2 separate regions of the Oryzias latipes genome follow, and region 1 is linked to region 2. The links are chromatin contacts, called in public Hi-C maps. All regions are on one chromosome and are shown on one strand. The core of a region is the stretch at or near the end of the contact, and the rest is flanking DNA. Distances in the headings are between cores, read along the strand shown.

Region 1 (6,293 bases), core at 2,926-5,425, 150 kb before region 2:
AGCCAGGTTTGGGTGACGGCCAGTGGAGAGAGAGAGCGAGGGAACAAATTTAATGAAGCTCTGCATGCCCTCCTGACGTGAGTCTGAAATCACAGCTTAGAGATTTTTTTGGAACTGCCTCCACCAATATTTTAGGAACTGTAATTTCCTAAATGCTGGTTTACCTTCCAACAAAGTGATGAAAGACCTCTGGGTCTTCAGCACCATGAAGCAGCTCAGACGTTCATTTCTGTCTGTCTACTTCTGACGGCCAAACGTGCACTTTTCCTTCAGAGTTTAATAGAACCAGTTCTGAACCTGAACCTGCTTTTTGTCTCCATGCACCACCTGTGTTGTTGATGAAAACTCCCATCCTGCTGGTTGCTGCAGCATTTATCTGGAGCAGGTGGATGACATCCTGAAGGTCGTGGAAGAAATCGCTGGAGAAGGAATCTCTGAGCTCCTCAACGTGTCCAAAGATGAAAGCTCAGCATCCTGGCCAACTCTCAACAGGTCGGCGCTCGGCATCCAACGTTTCACCTCAAGACATTTAAACTGCTTAGATTATTGCCTTTACAGTGTTTTGGACAATGAGAGCAGCACTTGAAAACATAGAACCAGCTTGTTTTTTCCCTAAATGAATTTAGAAAAAGCTCATACTCATTCGTGTCAGTCTTCTTCTGAGTTTAGATAAACGTTATCGATCCTGCCGGGGGGAAAGTCAGTTGTTACAACTCTGGGGGATCAGGCATCGAGGTCCAAAGAACGTGTAAAAAAATACTATAAAAAAAACACCCGTTTTCTGCATGCATAGCCAGAATAGCAGTTGTGCGTTGAATGTTTTGTCATCAATAGAGTGTTTGTGCGGTCTAGCAGTGGTTGGAGTGACGGACCTCTGGTGCCGCTGTGGGTGTAACGGTCTGCTGCTGGAGATGTTGGTTTCAGCTGGAATGCTCCGTGCTCCATCCATCGGCTGGTTGTTCTCTGCAGGCAGACCTTCCTGGTGTTCTACAAAGTGTTGCTGGCAGAGCTGGAGAAGGCCGTCAGGAAGATTCCTGCAGGAAAATCCAGCGATGACTCTGAGGTCAGCCCCAAACTAACTCTGTTTGCTCAACTTCATGACGAGAGACAAGTCAGAACACCGAACGTGTCCATCCTTCAGGCTCAGAGTGAGAAGCTGCTGACGTGGAACCTGGCAGTGCGAGATTTCCACATCCTGGTAAACCTAGTGAAGGTAGATTTGCCTTAAACCTGTGATGATCCACAAAGGGTTTCAGCTTTCTTCAGCTTCCCACTGGAATTGTTTGACAGATTTTGTTTGACTCCATCTTGAATAGTGATCTGTTTGCTCTTCTCTCATGCAGGTGTTTGACTCCAGGTCAGTGCTTAACGTGTGCTTAAAGGTGAGCTGACAGCGAACGCATCAGACCGTTGCTTTCACATGTGTGTGCCTTTGTTATCTGTGATCAGAACTAACTGTGCATTTCCAGTACGGAAGACTTTTCTTGGAGTCCTTCCTGAAGTTGGGAATGCCGCTGTTGGACTACAGTTTTAAAAGACACAAGGTAGAGAAGAAAAAAGTTCCTCTGCAGGTTTCCCTGTTTAATTCAGCTGATGAATGGTTTTTCTCTCTGCTTTTGGTACCTTGTATTTTGAAGGAGGACGTTCAGAGCTTGCTCAAGACCTTCCAGCTCAGCACTCGTCAGCTCCACCACATGTGTGGACACTCTAAGGTCTCGTGAAGTTGGATTTCTTTTTGCACAGTCGTGTCTTGTGTCTTGACACGTGGAAACGGCTCAAGATGCGCGCTGGTTATCTTCAAAAAGAGTCTTCCTTGTGTTGTGTTGGTTGCCAGATTCGCCAGGATACCAGCTTGACCAACCATGTGCCAGCCTTGAAGAAGAGCCTGGAGCTGTTTCTGTACAGGGTGAAGGCCATGTTGGCGCTCAACAACTGCCAGGAAGCCTTTTGGATGGGGAATCTGAAGAATCGCAATCTGAAGGTTAGATATCCTCTGAAAGCCTTTCCTGTTGTGGTTTTTTAAAGACCCACTTCAATCAAAACTGCACTTTTGGGGTTCTGGTATCATTTTTCTGATGATGGAGGACATATATGAAAAGGAAAATGAAGATTAAAAAAGCATTTCAGAGTATTTTGTTATTCAAACTGCGGTGAATGAGGAGCAGTTGATAAAATGTGGTATGAAAAGGAGCGGACCACAAGCGCCCCGCTGCGCTCCTTCAGACAAATAGATCCGTGTGCGTCTTTGTTTTCCTCAACTGAGCTGGAATCTGGATCAACTGTACGACTGGAGGGCTCCAAAATTGCTCGCCATTTTTGTTGCACCACTAATGCTGGGTTTGGGTTGTGAGGGGCTGTAAGCTAGCGGGAGAAAGATTAAAAAAAGGGACGATGGGATATCAGTCAGCAGAGGCGTACTCCCCACCTAAAGCCCCTCCCACAGCTCAGAGGGGTCTTTCTAATGATCTCCTGCCACTCTGCAGAAATGATGTCCCAGAAAACGACTCCGTTATTTTGGAGTTAGTCTAAAAACGGCATCATCGGAATGAAAAGACCACTGGGAACGTAAATAGATCGAAGGATGATCGGAGCGGGACTTTAAAGAACTACTCTGTGTCTTTTAGGGGGAGGAGATTCTCTCACAGCGGTCACAAGACAGTGACGAGGACGAAGATGAAGAAGAGGGCGAGGGTCTGCCACTTCCACAGCAACTGTCAGATGATGAGGTATCTGACGTTTCTAACGGTAAAACGGCGGCCGCAGAGACGAGGCAGCGGGGTTTCATCCTCTCTGAACATAGAACTGCACAAACAGTCATGAAGCCACAGCGACAACGAACAAACAGTAACAGCAGTCATTTGAATTCTGTTTCTGTCCTTTATCCATATTTGACATGAAGCGTTTGCTGTGTGGACTCACTCCAGTGTTGCATTAAGCATGTAAGAGTCTATCAGTAATATAAGTATATAACTATGGGATGTCATTGCAAATTGGGCAAAAGCAGACAAATAAATACGAGTAACCCTTGTTCCATCCTAGGCACTTTAACATTAGGAGTTGGGTCATCTAGACCCACTAGACCAGGGGTGGGCAATTCCAGGCCTCGAGGGCCGGTGTGTCTGCATGATTTCCAGATAGTCTTGCCCTACTCGTGGCTGATTACCTGGTTCAGGTGTGTCCAGCCAATCAGAACATGCCAGAGCAGGGTATGCTGGAAAACATACAGGAATGCGGCCCTCAGTGCCCACCTCTGCACTAGACAGTGCTCTGAACCTTTTTTCTTCAGTGATTTGTGATCTTCACTGGTGTCCATGGATTACATGAAATCTTTCCACCTTTATCCACCTTTGTCGTGGTAGGGAGAACACGTCAATGTAAGGGGGGGGTCATCTAAGATAGCACAAGGGTTAAAGAAGTTGTAACTGAACGTTTGTGTGTGACGCCTGCATCAGAGCACTGCACTTTGAACAACAGTGACACCTACTGTCCTAAAGGTTGAAGGTAAATACTGGACATGATGCTGCAGGACAATGGAGGATTTTCCAGCCACTGTGTTGCTAAGCTGAACTTAAATTGATCATTTCTTCTTTCAAACTTGACTCTCGTCTCGTCTCCTGCAGGCTGACAAGAGCGACTCTGAGGCAACAAAGAAGACCAACGGAGGAGATGAAGATGAAAGTGCAGATGACTCTGAGTAAACCCAGTCAGTATTATTAGGGGTTCCATTATTTTCTATCCTTTATTGAGTTGGAAAAAAAAATCGAATTTAAAAGTGGCCTGTTTATAGTCTTCAAGTAGTTTGATGACCTTTAGTGTCAGACATGCTGAATGGGGAAAAAGGTTTGTTGTTTATTACCTCTGTTTATTTCAGTAAGAACTTTAGGCTCACAAAGAGTTCATGAAATGTAGCTTTTGTTCAAAGATTCCAGTTTTGGGGCTTTGTAACTTCACATTCAGCTTTGGAAAATGTTATTTCTATCAAGAAAATAAAGACGTTGTTTGTCTTGAACACAACAGATTTTGTGTTTTTGTAAAAAGTGATTCTGATCTTTGTTTCCTAAAAAATGTTTCACTCACTTTGATCGTCTCAAGACAGGAATAAAGCCAAGAAAAACACTTATTCTTATTCTTGCCAGGTTTGTGTTTGTTTATTTAGTGTTTACAGGCCGCGCAAATGAACCACACAGCTTTGGTTTTAAGGAGACATTTTCATTTCACAACATTAGCTGTTTTTCCCACAAGATCTTTACGGTACAAATGTTTTACAAACCTCGAAAAATAGCAGTTAAAAGTAAGAAGTAGTCATTTTTTATCTTTAAATCCCCTAAAGAGGTCTAAAATTGCTTCAATTCGTTCTAAAGTGAAAACAAACGATCCTTTTAATGCTGACTTTTTTGTTACCGCACACAGTATTAACCTGGGCATCCCAACACATCACAACACAATCTGCATTTAAAACAAGACTTGAAACGAAAATCAGTGAAAGATCATAAAAAAGTGTTTTCCTCTTAAACCTGGGCTAAACCACATTTAAGAAAAACGGGGGTGCAGCCAATATTCGCGCGCAAGCTCTTGATTTAAGCAGATATTTGTCAGTGTTTAAATACGTGTTTTTTATTTTTGCTGTTATAAGAGAAACGTGTGATAATTTGATGGCGTTGTGTTGAAATCTACAGCAGTTATGTAAAAAGCTCGTCCGCGCCTCCCCTTCCTGCCGGAGAAGAATGGTCTATTCAGGAAGCTTGTTTCGCTGTTTGTGAAAAAAAAAAAACCGTAAACAAACGAGCTTTCTACTTCCACTGAAGCGCCTGCTGTCACCTTCCTTTAGAAATATCTGTAGCTGTAGACAAAAGAAAAAATTAACAAAAAAAGAAGACTATTAGAATCTTCGGTTATAGTGACGCCTCGGTGTTGCTTGTTGTTGGAGTAGACTTAGTTGCGTCCGGCGGAGGACGGTTTGACTGCAGCCACTCCATCTGCTGCAGCGCCCTCTTCACTAATACACCATGTCTGATTTCATCCTGCTGCTGCTGATCTTCGTCCTCCTGCTGTGTCTGCTCGTGACAGTCGGGGGGCTGCTGGTGTACTCGGGGCTGCTGTCAGACGTGGTGGTGAAGACGGGGCCCCCTCCTGTCCCCAGTGTCACCATCGCCTACAAGTTCAAGCGGGGCTCCTACAAGGACAGTGGTGCGGGCTACACGGAGAGCTGCAGCATCGGCCCAAAGCTGAAGTCCATCGGGATTTTTTACGATGATCCTAAGGAGGTGAGAGCCCACCACTCTGCAGCTGGCCTAAAGCTTGTGTCCTTCTTCTTCTTCTTCTTCTTCCTCTGGCTGCACAGGAGTTGCTGGTCTGTTCACACACGACTGCTAACCACAACCTGCCCTGTGTGTCCTGATGAGTTGCAGGTCAATGGGACGGGTTCTGCTTGACTAAAAGATAAAAGCTGTTTAGGTTTTTCCAAGTTTGGGGTAAAACACACCCGTTATGTAATAATACCCTGTCATTATAAAAGAGTGCAATGACATGGTCGTCCATGGAAATGCTTCCACAGGCAGCCGTGCTGGTCGTTTTCCCGCTCCAAAGACCATTGTTTAAAGATATCAGTCAAACGGTTTGCATAAAACCATTTTCGGTTTGACAGATCAACACACATCGGATGTCCTTTTCTTTCCTGTCAGAGTTGGACCTAAACTGTCTCTTCTAGAGGAGACTTCCAACAGTAGAACATTTCTATCAACAGGACTGCAAATTCTATCAATTTAATAATTCAGGTAAAAGTCAAGTAAGTTGACGAGAAAAGCTCCTAAAATGTCTCTAAAGAAGCAAATGTTCAAAAAGTTGAGTGAAAGTGAAGCTCCCATAGCTGTCCCACCTGGGTGTGAGACGTTTGCTCCCCTGGGGGAGACGCCACAGCGGTCGGGAACCCCCTCCCAATCCAGCCCCTGTCTATCAAGCAGGGAGCCCCACTTTTAGAGTACTTGTTATGACTCAGCCTGGATTTGATCTCGCGACCTTCCAGTGTCCGGGCGGACACTCCACCACAAGACTTTGGAGTTTTCACCAAAACGCCATCATGGACGTTTTCCGTGTCATGGCTCACACGAAAACGTTGGGGGTAAATAATCATCTGACTAGGTGTCAAATATCAATGGCCAATTTTTCTCAATGAGCTCATTTACTCGCTAACCAGCTAAACACTAACCAGAAGAAACGTGTGAACTCCTACCAAACAGCTCATGAAATAAGTCTGCATTTGGACTCTTTAGCACTGACAGCACAAACAGAACAGG
Region 2 (5,951 bases), core at 1,487-3,986:
GTTTTTCTTGGTACTGATCCTAACTGTGTAAAATGTAATCTAGGCCCTGCATATCTCACTCATGTTTTTGACATGCCCGTCGCTTTCTGGAACTCTGTGTTTGACTCACTAGCCTCTGTCTGTTACGTCAGAGTACAGCAATCCCCAATGAAAGCTCTCTTTGGTGTACTCCCGGACAATCAGTCCCTCTCACCTTGGTCTGAGGGTCTTGTAGCTTTTTTGACACTGCTTGCCCGGTGGACTTTCTTGATGCGCTGGAAAGATCTTTGCCCACCCACTCATTCACAATGGATAAAAGACTCACTTTCTTTTATCAAGCTGGAAAAAATCAGACATTCTATTAATGGTTCTGGATCTAAATTATCTGAAATTTGGTCACCTTTCTTAGAACATGTCCTTGACCTTAGAAACGACCCAGTGAGCTTTCAAATATATCAACAGGTGTGAGGTGTTTAATGTCTTTGCTGCACATATATTGGTAGCACAGTGTATTGTTTGTATGATTATTTTATTTATTTATTTGTTTTTATCTTTTTTTATTTTTGTAATTTTTATTTTCGAATGGTGTAATTGCGTTTTTGAATTGTTTTCTTATTTGAAAATTTTCTAAATAAATCATACATAAACAAAGGAAGTGTGAGAGTCTCATATGGTTTGGCCAGCAATGACCTGAACCCAACAGAGCACATCTGAGACCAACTGGAGCAGAGACTGGATGATGGTACCCCACCCCCAAGTTACCTGCAGAACTATGCAGCACCTGTAGAAGAGTAGAACGCCTCAAAACGACATCATGAGGCTGGTGAGGAGCAGGAGACGCCGCTGTCAACAAGCTTCGTTATGGGCATGGCAAAAGGGGAGGCCTCTCAAATGTGATGGCCTGCAAAAATCCACAACTAACTAAAGAAATTAAAAATGACCAAAAAAACCACAAAATTAAAACAAAAAAAAGATGGACAGATGGACAAATAGACAGAGAGACATAAATATGGAGAAAAGAAAAATGCAGCCTCAGCAGGCCAGAAAACAGTGTTCTGTTGGTGCGGGTCCCAAGCCCGGTAAATGCAGAGGTCTCAGGAAGAACACTCAATATCAGATTTATAAGACATATAAAAAAGATCAGAGAAGATGGATTTATAGATAAATGTAATGATATAATGATAACATGGTTTTCCAAGCAATTTTAAGGGCTTGGAGGGATACGACACCTCAAACTCTCAGTACACCCAGAATGACACCCCTCCCCCTCCGAATCTCTACCTGCACCCCAGCAAATGGTGGAAATACCCGCTATTGACATCAGTCAGTTTTACTTATTGTTGTCTTAATTATTTGGGCAATGAATATCAAACTAATGAAAAGGATATTTCTTCTCATTCATTATTACGGTAGTCAAATCAAAGGGAACTTTTGCACATTTTATTAAAATTCAAAACAAATTGGAAAAGCGACTGATGTAAAACATCAGAATCCCTAAATTGTACTTGTTAAAAGCAGACAAAAAAGTAATATTGGTTTGATTCTTCTCTGTCTTTATCAGTGCAACAATGAGGGTTAGAAAGTAAACTAAAGTAAAAAGTAAAAACTGAAAGTAAAAAGTTGCATTTGTGGTGGAAATATGTTTAAATGTGTAATTGCTAAATGTGGTTGCTTTAAATTATTTAATGGCATTGCTTCTTAACCCTTGTGCTATCCTAGGCACTTTAAAATTGGGAGTTGGATCATCTAGACCCACTAGACAGTGCTCTGAACCTTTTTTCTTCAATGATTTGTGATCTTCACTGGTGTCCATGGATTACATGAAATCTTTCCACCTTTATCCACCTTTGTCATGGTAGGAAGAACACGTTAATGTAAGGGGGGGTCATAGGATAGCACAAAGGTTAACAGAAGAAGAACCCCGTAGAAAGGAAGTTAGTTTTCCTATTAAAGGGGGTGGGATAACTGATGTACAATGGTGTGATCCTGACTCGCACCAACGTTTCAAGATTTGAGAGAAATCCACAGTATAAAGAGGTTTAATGCTGATCTAGTTGAAAAATACTCATACAAACAGAATTTATTCCAAACACGTGTAATGAAGTGTATCTCTTATACCGAAATTGGGGCATTTTCCTACATTTTAGAAAATCATGTCACCGAGACAAACGGTGGTTGAGTTACAGCAGTTTGTTCAGAATTTCAACTTGAATTTTTTAAAGACTTTAAGTACTTGCGAAATCATTTGAAGACAGCGGAAAAGTCCACAAAGAGCAGAACAAATGCCTGTTTGAATTTTTAAATAGAATAAAGAAAGCAGATGTTAGGATTGTAGAAAGTTTAAGGTTGCAGAAGACCCTTCCCCATGTACAGTATTTCTATGGTAAAGGCTTCAGCAACTTCATTGAATTGCAGAAGAACCATTAGTTGCAGAAGAAATTGCACAAGATAGGAATAATATCCATAACTTCCATAACAGAAGATCCGCACGGCAAAAAAACGTACAGAAGAGCAGTAGGTTGATTGCATAACGAAATCAAACTGATCAAACCAATAGAAGAGAATAAAAATAGTTTGATAGTATGATTCAAACTAGTAGAAAGTGTTCTCCATCATTTTTTTGTTTTTTTACCAGTGCTGCCTTCCTTCATCAGCCACTAAACTTAGGGGACCTGATCTAACTTGCTTCTGCCGCCAGGGGGCGACAACAGCCCGACTGCAGACGTCCTCCATGTGTTACAACTGAAGATAAACAAAGTGCAGTCGGGCTCCACCCCGCAGTCACGGTCTGTCTCCGGTTCGTGGCCTGTTCACCCATTCAGAGACAAAGCTGTAACCGGCCTTTCCTGTCTTCTGCCCCTTCAATCGGCTGCTAGTCTGTAGCTAAACGGTGAGTTTTCGGTTGTTCGGTAAAGTGATGACACGTGAACGTCGGTCGGACGGTGTTGGTCTGATCCGGTCTCGTTGCTTTGCAGAGATTCGGTTCGCTTGTAGCTGCTGACGTGCCACCGTGTTCGTGTGCGGGACGTTTGTGTCCGAGCATTTCCGGTGTTAAACTGTGACCTGTCAGATCATTAAATTTGTGACCGCAGATCCACGGAGCCACGCCGGCCGTGGGCCTGGAGACACAGACAGACATCGCTTTACTTACTCTACTTTGTTTACCTGCTACTTAAAGTCACGCAGGACGTCTGCACTCCCGTGTCTGCGCAGACACGACCGGGGAAACATGGCACCAAAGAGACGAGCTGCCTCTGCTGCCAAGGCTGGAGGGAAGAAAGTGAAAGAGGAGCCCAAAGATGCCTTCACCTCCGCCAAAGAGGCCCTTCTGGCTGCAGGGGCCCAGCCCAAAGGCAGAAGGGCGGTGGATGAACAGTGTCCCCTGGCTTCCACGGGCGAGGTGGGCTGGTTGGCCCTTTATGATGATGTCAACATCATTATGGCTTTTTGATGGAAACAAATGCGTGGTTCTCACCAGGTGTATGAGGACTACGGCTGCATGCTGAACCAGACCAACATAGGTCACAACAACAACAAGTTCTACGTCATCCAGGTCGTTCAAGAAAACAAGAGGTTTTATTCGTGGAACCGGTGGGGGAGAGTGGTAAGTGGGTTCACTTTTCCTTTCATTTCCAATTAAATGTGAAGTCTTTCTTGGTGTTTGAACATGCTTTTATTAGGAAAATCTATCTTAAAATGACATTTTTAAGTATTTTTATTATTCAAATCGTTGTTAATCAAGAGCAGATGAAAAAAATGCTGTTTGCAGAAGCTTGTAAGTGTGATGTACAAGTTTCTACGGCAAGCCAGAAGCTCCATTCTGATGCATCCCTTTGCAGACAATTAAATCCATGAACGTCTTTGTTTTACTCGTCTGAGGTGGAATCTGGAGCAAAACTGTACGGATGGATAGATCTGATATTTCTCACCATTTTAGATGCACTGGTAATGATAGGTTGGTGGTGGTGTGAGGGGCTGTAAGCTAGTGGGAGAATGTATAAACAGATGGATGATGGGAGGGGTGGGTGGGCTCGCCTTACTCCTTGCCAACAACTCAGACGTGAATTTCTGATGAACTCCCACCGCTCTGCAGTAACTATGTCCTAGAAAATGACACAAGTGTTTAGATTTAGCCTAAAAACGGCATACATTACAATCAAAAGACCACTGGGAACGCTTTTACAATAGATTAATAGACTTTATATTATTTGATGTTTGATTTTTACAGTTCAAAATAATTAGATTAGATTATATAACTTTATTTATCCCACAATGGGGAAATTCACAGATATGCAACAGCAAGGACATTCAGAAATGACATTCAAGTTAAATAAATACATAATACATAAATAAATAATAAAATAATATTAAATAAATAAATAATACATCTAAATGTGCAAAATAGTGTGTGGTCATCTTAAGCTGTACATGGAAACAAAAGAGGTGAACAGATGAGTCCTTCATGACAGTGTCCCAGATTCAACATGAATCATAGAGTACATCATGTACAACAAAGAAAGTACTAAACAATTCATAAAACAAACAAAACAAAAAACAAAAAGGAATAAAAAAGCAGCAGCTAAAAACCAATACATCAACTATCAGAAGCACACTGCATCCATAGTGATGATGACTGTGTAAGTAGCCAAAATAGTTGAGGCAAATTCTGCACATGCAAGTTTCCTAATTCTCTTGCGTTGCTGGTGGAGATGTAAACAACTGTTAAATCACATTTAGTTCCATTTTTCTGATACTTTAATAATAGTTATACATTTTCTCACATCATTACAGTGTGAAATACATTTGTAGTTTGCTCAAACATCTGCTGCACATGACACATGTTTATTTTTACCCTATCAAGAATGTATTTATTATCCAAATACAAGATATCACCAGTTTCTTTAGTAATGTTTGGAGGTTTACTGGAATACAGACTTTACAAAGACTGTCAGTTCCTTGTTGTAATACACTTCTTCCTCTATCAATTTGCATGTGACTGCCTCGTCCTTTCATGCAAATTCAGGGTGAAGTTGGACAAAACAAACTCAACTCATTCGATACGCCTGAGAAAGCTGTCAAGGACTTTGAGAAGAAGTTTAAGGACAAGACAAAAAATGACTGGAGCAACAGGAGCAACTTTGTCACTCATCCTGGGAAATACACTCTGATTGAGGTGGAAGGAGAGCAGGATGCCGAGGTCAAGGCAAGTGCTCTGCTTTATCAGCCAGCAGATGTTGGTGTCATTGATGGCAGCCGTACTCAGCATCTTCTTTCTTTTTCACTCCAGGTTGACAGTGTTGATGGAAAAGCCGTCAAAGTGCCTAAAAACACCCTGCCTTGTACCCTCGATGAAGCCACTCAGAAGCTCATTACACTTATTTTCAGCAATGACATGTTTAAGGAAGCAATGGAGTGTATGGACTTAGGTAAATGTGTCTCCTTTCTCCATCTATTTATTCATCTGTACCTGTTCAGTGGGCTGTGTGGGTATTTATTTGAACTGTTTTTGACAGAAGAACAAGTGTCTTCCTCACATTTTAATGTCTAAATTAAAACAACGTTTCCCAAAATGCTAAACTTTTAAGCCAAAGAAACGACAGTCCAAAGCTATACCCACTTGATTTTGGTCTGTGTCTGTTTGTCATCATGCAGATATCAAAAAGATGCCCTTGGGCAAACTAAGTAAGGTTCAGATTGCAAAGGGCTTTGAGGTTTTAGAGGAGATTGAAGCAGCCTTGAACAAACCCAACCAAAGACATCTTCTAGAAGAACTTTCCTCCAAATTTTTTACCACAATTCCTCACAACTTTGGCCGGAACAGGCCCCCAACCATCAACACCAAAGAGATCATTGAGCATAAAAAACAGATGCTTATGGTAAGTGGGAGGAAATTGGTTTTGATCAACTTGTATTACTGTATTGGTTGCGTAATGGTGCAGCTTTAATTTAGGTTATATGTAATATAGAAATGG

What was found. A called contact is a pair of places that touch in the nucleus more often than the background predicts.
Region 1: a Hi-C map of embryo shows a contact between it and region 2, with 3 times the contacts expected there. The contact joins the promoter of tex264 here to the promoter of parp3 in region 2. A contact is called at or near these places in 3 of 5 Hi-C or Micro-C datasets (embryo and fibroblasts).

What each region holds. Positions count from the first base shown.
Region 1 is chr5:3,054,269-3,060,561 of ASM223467v1, reverse strand. tex264 (testis-expressed protein 264) reads left to right here and starts at 4,175. Exons shown (of 4, transcript XM_004068477.3): 1 at 4,175-5,264. The coding sequence starts at 5,007. LOC101172571 (Fanconi anemia group D2 protein) reads left to right here. Exons shown (of 44, transcript XM_011474649.3): 35 at 1-77; 36 at 370-492; 37 at 970-1,063; 38 at 1,142-1,213; 39 at 1,344-1,382; 40 at 1,470-1,544; 41 at 1,638-1,712; 42 at 1,835-1,981; 43 at 2,625-2,726; 44 at 3,621-4,120. The coding sequence ends at 3,698.
Region 2 is chr5:2,898,863-2,904,813 of ASM223467v1, reverse strand. parp3 (poly [ADP-ribose] polymerase 3) reads left to right here and starts at 2,736. Exons shown (of 11, transcript XM_023954722.1): 1 at 2,736-2,869; 2 at 3,158-3,379; 3 at 3,458-3,583; 4 at 5,003-5,182; 5 at 5,267-5,405; 6 at 5,632-5,855. The coding sequence starts at 3,209.